Linked DNA regions of Hordeum vulgare: region 2 is linked to region 1. Evidence: chromatin contacts called from public Hi-C data. All regions are on one chromosome and are shown on one strand. Each heading gives the region's core, a stretch centred on a gene start, on an enhancer-like site or on the middle of the called end of the contact. The rest is flanking DNA. Distances are from core to core; before and after follow the strand shown.

Region 1 (3,676 bases), core at 767-3,266:
ACTATACAAAATAACTTGGAAAATTTCCCAAATGCTACTACTTACATAATATAAGTAGTATTCTGTATTGTTGTGTCTCAAATAAGAATTCCAAACAAAAGCAAAGTCACTTTTTATATTTATACAATGATTAATAGAAGTTTCAATTGCTAAATTTAAATCAAGGTTTTGAAAATAAATTGTGGTCTCTAAGCTTGTCAGATGCGATCCATCTACTAAATGTATTATATTCTTATAAGTACAACACGTGCTTAATTTAAAAAAAAACGCTTGTATGCGGCGCGCCGACCAAACGTTCGGCTGGTCACGTTGCTCGCTCGCTCGCACACACTTGACAACCTGTACTTCGTGGGACCCAACAAAACCTTATGTCACGCGTCAACCATTATTCGTTTCGCACCCCTTGTTCATCTCTCTTCCTTTCTTAAACACATCCAGCAAACCGACGACCCTTGTCGAATTCGATGAGAAGGAGGTCCGCGGACGATGAGTGTCAGAACCAACGACCCTCACCGTCGCCAGTGCGTCGACGTGAAGCTGGAATCGGTGTAGCACCGTTCTACAACCGACGTCTTATTTTGCTGGAAGCAGCATGACACCCTGCTACAAAACGGCATCTCATTTTGCTACAAAACACACTAGCGATGTGGAAAAGCTTCATTCGGCTAAAGGAAAAACTTCAAAGTGGCATGAGGAAAAATTTTCCCACGCGCGAAAGAAGTTTCAATGGTGGAAAAAAGCTTCAACCGACGGGAGTAAAAGCTTCAAGCGGTAATGGCAAAAAAGATTCAACCGGGGGAATGCCGACGGTACGAGCGACACGACGCGTACTTTTTTTTTTGCTCCAGTTGCAGAGCGCAAAAGCTACAACCGGCGGCGTGTTTTGCTGCGACCAGCAATACAGAATGCTACATCGTCATCTGAAAAAGCTTCCACCAGGCGACGACGAACCAACAATGGCGAGTGGTGGCGACGGGAGCTACGAGCAGGCCGTAGATGGGGATGACGACAACGAGCGTCACCTGGAACCGTGGTTCATTAGAGCTGCAACCATGGGGCAGCGGAGCTGAACTTCATAGTGTGGTGTCTCCGGGGACAGTTTTTGCTTAGACATGGAGGGGGGCTGCATCCAGCCTACGTCCCAGCGCGGCGAGTGACGATCGTCGGCGAACGACAACGAGTGGATGCCTTGTAGTGCTTCGAGGATGCGGGGGGCGTGAAGCTATGTTAGCGCGGTGGTTTCTATTTTCTGTCCCTCGTGACCATGAACTGCGGGAGAGAGATGACCGAGTCCGTGTGCAATCTTGTGGGTTAGAGGTTGCTAATCCAACGGACGTGAGGCGACCGGCCGAACCTAGCACCGATCCAACGGCGCCTATGAATGTCCAATTTTATTTGATTTCGAATTAATAATGCAGGCTATACATTATATGTTTCAATTAAACAACGTAGTTTTGCTAAACCGTGACAACACACGGACATTTAACTAGTTATAATTAAAAAATAATATTCCCTCTGTTCGGAAATATTTGTTCTAAAAATGCATGTATCTAAACTTATTTTAGTTATAAATACATCCATTTTATTCATTTCTAGGGTAAGGATTTTCGGACGAAGGGAGTAATATCCAACCATAGTTTGGTTCATGATAACGAGGTGCTGCCATGTATCTAATCATACTCCCTCCGTTCCTTGATATAAGGTGTATAGATTTTTCAGAAAAAATCCGAATTATAACGTGTATGGCATTGCAGCACTTGATTGGCTGTTTGTTTTAGGGATTTGATTATATTTCCTTATATAAGGGAAGCTCCTTTATTTTATGATGTCAATTAGCCATGTATAATCTCATTCAAAACTCGTGAAATTTTCACTCCACGTGCGTTTTTTAATTTCCGTGTCAAAAACTATACACCCTATATTTAGAAACGGAGGGAGTATTTAAAAAGAAAAACATCCAACCATAGTTTGAGCTGCAGCCATGTATCGGGCTGCGAATGTGCTTCTCAAAACCGGCGACCCGAATCGGGAACAGGAGGCAAGAGAAATGGAGACGCACGAAGGGAAAGGAGACTGGAGTAGTACTTCCACCTGCCTCCCTCCCACCCTCAGATCTCTCTCTCCTTCTTTCTCTAAATCGCGCCCCCTCCTACCTTTCTCTCGTCGCATTAGACCTTCCAGATCTCACCAACCTCCTACCAGCCGGCGTTGCTGCCTCTCTCAGTGCCGGAGCTTCACGAAACGGCTCTCTTATCTGTTCGGGGTGATCCATCCGACCCCCGGATCCGCCGCAAAGACGGTGCCTTTCTGGTTGTTCTCGGCACTATCCATGGATGACTTGAGGGTTTAGCGCGACGGTAGTGAGGTCAGCGTGTGGAGTTCTTGTGTTGATTTGTTGCAGCGAGAGGCTTTGGGGAAGGGATCACGGCGGCGAGATGCGAGGTTCCGAGATGCGGAGGCGGGCACCAGAGTACCGGCGGCAGTCGCGGCGGCGGCTACCGGGATGGATCTGGTGGCTCGTTGGGATCTTCCTTGTGGTTGGGCTCATGCTCTTCGTCCTGCACCACAACCAGAAGGAGCAGTTCCGGCCGCCCGTCATAGTGAGTAGCGCGAACTTTACTCCGTCTGATTTCCTGCTTGCTGAATCATGTGACATCTTTCCTCGGGAGATCACTTCCTTCCTGTCAACTCTGAAAATACGTGGGAAAAAGTTTTTGCTTTTTATGCGCGCAGGTAGATCTCGGTTAGCGTATTGTATGAGAATCTTTAAAAATACGTTCCATTGTTGTAATTATGCAAATTGATTGTTTGCTGACGTAGGACAAAGTTTCTTCTATGTTAGAACGTGAGCTTGGTTGTGTGTTGTTAGACTTTTTGCGGTCAAAGCACATCATTTTCTAGATCTTCATTATCCAGTTTCTCTGTTACTACGATCCTTGAAGGTTCGTGTTTTTATCTATATTGATTTTGTCATGTTTGTGGAAAATTTTATTTTCACTGTCTAGAAAAAGTGTTTTTGATGGCTAATCATGACTAGTTGGCTGAAATGGCAAACAGGCTGTATTTTCTAGTAGTTGGTGTGGCATTACTGGTAGGTTGTCTGTGCACTTGTTGGAGGTCTACTCATGTACTCCCTCCGTCCGGAATTACTTGTCACAAAAATGGATGCAAATGGATGTATCTAGAACTAAAATACATCTAGATACATCCATTCCTACGACAAGTACTTCCGGACGGAGGGAGTACTTAGGTCAAGTGTCCTTCTCAGGAGGAGGTTTCCCATCTTCATTATGATAGCACATGCCATTCCTTTACTATGAAGATGTTTACTTAACTGGTGGGAGGACACCATGGAATATGAAAATTATACTCGCACTGTAAGTCATTTTTTAGTAGTATGCGCAGTGTCGAACTATCACAGGTGCGATTGGATTATCCATGGACTACTTGTTGGCAGCTACTCCCTCCGTCCGGAAATACTTGTCAGAGAAATGAATGTATCTAGATGCATTTTAGTTCTAGATACATCCATTTTGTACATTTCTATGACAAGTAATTCCGGACGGAGGGTGTACTTAGGGTGTGTTTAGTTGGAGGAACGGGTCCGACCCGTTCCTGGGCCTCATTCTCGCGTTCAGTTGATAGATGGATCGGGAATGGACTCGTCCCCACGGAC
Region 2 (3,676 bases), core at 865-3,364, 240 kb after region 1:
TAACGCAAAGCCGTTGATGATATCGTAGAACGTCTGTTTTAACACGGGCCAAAACCGGCGGAAGAAAGCCATCGGCCAGCCGTCAGGACCGGGGGCAGTGTCAATCTTCATCGAACCCACAGCCAAGTCAATTTCCTCGGTGGAAAAGGACACGGCTAGGAGGTCATTTTCCGCTTGCGAAACGCGCTCGTCCTCTCCCCACAGATCAGCACGCAAACGCAACAATTTCTCCTCCTCTGTTCCCAGCTGTTTGAGAAAGAAATCTTATATGTGGGCAGTGATATCAGCTTGGCTAACTAACACACCATGTTCGGCTTGGAGCCGCAATATCGAGCATTTCCGCTTACGGCCATTGGCGTAAGCTTGGAAATAACCGGTGTTAGCGTCGCCCTTGGTGATCCACTTGACACCGCCCCTACGGCGCCAATACTCCTTTTCTTCCCTGAGGATGGAGAGCACCTGATTCTCGAGGGCGTAGCGATTAGCCCATTCAGCCTTCGAGAAAGGTCTAGAATCGCCTTGAGCATCAAAATATTTGATCTCGTTGATAATCAGTTCTCGTGTTCGTTTGTTCTCGCTACCATGATTAGCCCCCTAGCCCCGAAGGAATCCCCGCAGAGCCCCAGCCACAGAGATCCAGATATCCATCGGCCCCCTGGGCCGCCCAGCCGCTGAGATCGCTTGCTCCCAGCAAGCTATAACCAGCGGAATAAAACCCTCTACCTCAAACCAGCCCGTTTCAAAGTAGAAACGGGAGCTGCGTTTGATCCTATCCTCCCCTGAGGCTAAGATAAGCGGCACATGGTCTGAACCGATATGTGTCTCGGCAACGAGGGTACAGAAAGGGAAAAGGATTTCCCATCCAGGAGAAACAAAGACACGATCGAGGACACTCCGGACTGGGCATAACTGTTTGTTAGTCTAGGTGAATCTAGCACCAGTCCGAGCAATTTCCCGCAATGCAGAGGCCGCAATGGCATTGTTGAACAGCGTCACCCTAGGCCAGTCGATATTACGGTTGTTCTTATCCGCCCCCGAGCGGATAAGATTGAAATGACCCCCAAGAACTATGGGGATGTCGGCGGCCTGCTTGGCCCCAACCAAAGCTTCGATTTCGCCCAGGAAATCAGCCGCACACGAGTGAGCAGCGGGGCTATAAACGCAAACTATCGCCCAGATAGCTAGTGACAAGCGATGTTTGATCATAGCAGAAATAAAAAAAACACCTGATTCCCAAGAAACAACGTCACAAACATCACGATTAACACCCAAAAGGAGCCCGCCCGAGTGGCCACTGGAGGCGCCCAACCCCACGCAAAACATTGGATCGGATCGAAGGCTGCGAGATCCCGAAAGGTAAAATCTGATTTGATCGTCTCTTGCAGCGCAACGACGTCGATCTGTTCACGGGCAATGTACTCTCTAAGTTGGGTACGACAACCCGCATGGCCGCAACCCCTAATATTCCAGAAGAGGTAGCATATTTAGATGATACGATTACGTAGGCGCACCCCTCTAGAGGTCACCGGTTTTGCCACTCTTTTCTTGGTCGGGGCATGGCTGGTGGAGGGGGTCGCATCAGCCTCCCTGGCTTCGGCCTCTCCACCCAACAAAACAGGCATCACGGCCCCGGATACATCCCCTGTTGTATCAGCGGCCGAAGCAGCCGCGACCTTGGCCTCCCTAGCCTTAGCCGCATTTGCGGCCTCCGCAAGAGCCGCATGGTCCTCTTCGCGCGCACGAATCATAGAGACGATCGTACCACCCTCAGAGCCTAACGCAAAACCACTATCATCTAGGATCGTAACTAGTTGAGGATGAGAAAAAGCATTCAGAATCTTGTAGGAGGGAGGGGGATTACCTGAGATCTCCAGGTTCTTGTCGGCGGGACAAAGTTGAGCACTCTCCAGAGAAGAAAGGTCGCCCAGCGCCGCCTCGGATCTGGCGCTTGGAGCCCGCTGCGACACCGGAGTCGCCTTGGAACGCTTGGCCTTCGCATTCGCACCCACCGAGCCCAGCGCAACCTGGAGGCCACCGCTAGACGGGGCGGCCGACGACGGGAGGGACAACACAGCAGGGTTCGCTGCCGGCTTCCGGCCCGCCGTCATCTTTGGGGCGCGCCCAGAGCCGCCCGAACTGCAGTGGTACGACGATGGGGTACAGATGGGAGGACCATTCAACACGCATTCCGTGTCGAAACCCCGAAGCCCAGGCGGGGATGGCACGGTGGTCGCAGCAGCCCCAGCCACTACAGCACCACCCCCAGCAGACTTAGCGACAGCAGCCACCACCAGGTTAGAGCCGTACTGATCAAAGGAACGTTCTAGGGAACGAGCCGTGTGGGGTTGCTCCCTGCCGTGTCCACCACCGCAAGCGCACCGGCCTCCAACGCTTCCTTGTCACCAGGAAGGTCATGGACGTTGATGCCCAGCCTGTCCCAAGTTTTGGTGTCAATGAAAGTGTCAGGCAAACTGTCCTCGAGCTCATCATCACGGCACGCCATCTCCGCGTCCTTGATCTGACCAGCAGAAGTGCCTCCCTGGCCCTGGTCGTCCTTCCTCTGACCCAGCGAACTACCGGCCCCCGAGCCAGTCTTGCCCCGAGAGGGACCCCCACTCTTGTCAGATGGCCGTAGGGGAGCGTCACTGGGCCACGCGCCATCGGCCCATCCCCTGGACGCTTTGGTAGCCGCTCCACCTCGACCTCGATGTTGTATCCTTCATGGTTAAACCAAACCTGGACGAACCCATTCATCTTGTCAGTAACTTTGCAACCGAACTTCATCCTCACCGGCCCCAACCGGATAAGGGAGAGCTCGTCCACCACAATAAGCCTCCCAAGCATCTTTAGACCCTCCATCAGCCGAGCGACGTGGCGATGCTTCTTAGGGATGCCGCACAGACGGAGCCATACCTTATCTCTTCAAGAACAGATGCTTCTTAGGGATGCCGTACAGACGAAGCCATACCTTATCTCTTCAAGAACAGTGTCACGCACCTTGACTGTGATAGCATTGACAGAGAGAGAAAAGCTTGCCGCTCGATTTGGCCATGTGCAGCAGATCCGCAGAGGGGGAAACCACCGAGAAATCGTCGTCCCCGACCTGGAAGATCTGCCAATCCCACTCCCCAGCCACCATATGCTTGAGCTCTTGTTTGAGCGTGCGGAGAGAGAGTTTACCCGGCTCAGCCGATAGAATCGCACTGTTGAGGGCCTTCAGATCGGATCCCACCGGCCCCCGAGCCAGTCTTGCCCCCGTCGCCGCCAGCCTGGCTGTTGGCCTCGCAGGAGGAGGATACCTCGTCAGGGCCGGGGTCACGGCCGCATCAAGCCATAAGGCCGATGCATCGCACGGAAGGTGGCTTCGCCGGGAACGGAGGCGTGCTCCGAGCGGCGTAGCGGTGGAGGCGAGGCCGACCGCAGCCTGGCGCGGGCAGGCGCGGCCTGGCGGGAACCGGGCCAGGCCTGGGGCAGGACGGGCGCGCGTGAGGGAGGCCACGACGTGGCGCTGCGGGCCACGGCTTGGCGCAGGGACCCGACCATGGGTGTGGCACGGGCGCGGCCGTGCGGCGGGGGCGCTTGGCACGGTGCGGCCGGGCGCGGGGCGACGGCCAGGCGGAGGGGCGCGGTGCCGACGTCTCCTCTACACTTGTGGCGCCGTCTCGAGAGGAGTAGC

The links. Hi-C and Micro-C count contacts between places; a contact is called where the count stands out from the background.
Region 2: a contact with region 1 is called in a Hi-C map of leaf, with 5 times the contacts expected there. The contact joins the promoter of LOC123448664 here to the promoter of LOC123448662 in region 1. A contact is called at or near these places in 2 of 6 Hi-C or Micro-C datasets (both in leaf) and 1 of 1 datasets of contacts at active chromatin or transcription factors (embryo).

What each region holds. Positions count from the first base shown.
Region 1 is chr4H:377,449,194-377,452,869 of MorexV3_pseudomolecules_assembly, forward strand. It overlaps LOC123448662 (hexosyltransferase GAUT11), which reads left to right and starts at 2,017. Exons shown (of 2, transcript XM_045125624.1): 1 at 2,017-2,600. The coding sequence starts at 2,436.
Region 2 is chr4H:377,684,577-377,688,252 of MorexV3_pseudomolecules_assembly, forward strand. It overlaps LOC123448664, which reads right to left and starts at 2,115. Exons shown (of 2, transcript XM_045125627.1): 1 at 1,862-2,115. The coding sequence starts at 2,108. LOC123448663 reads left to right here and starts at 2,928. Exons shown (of 1, transcript XM_045125625.1): 1 at 2,928-3,676. The coding sequence starts at 3,051.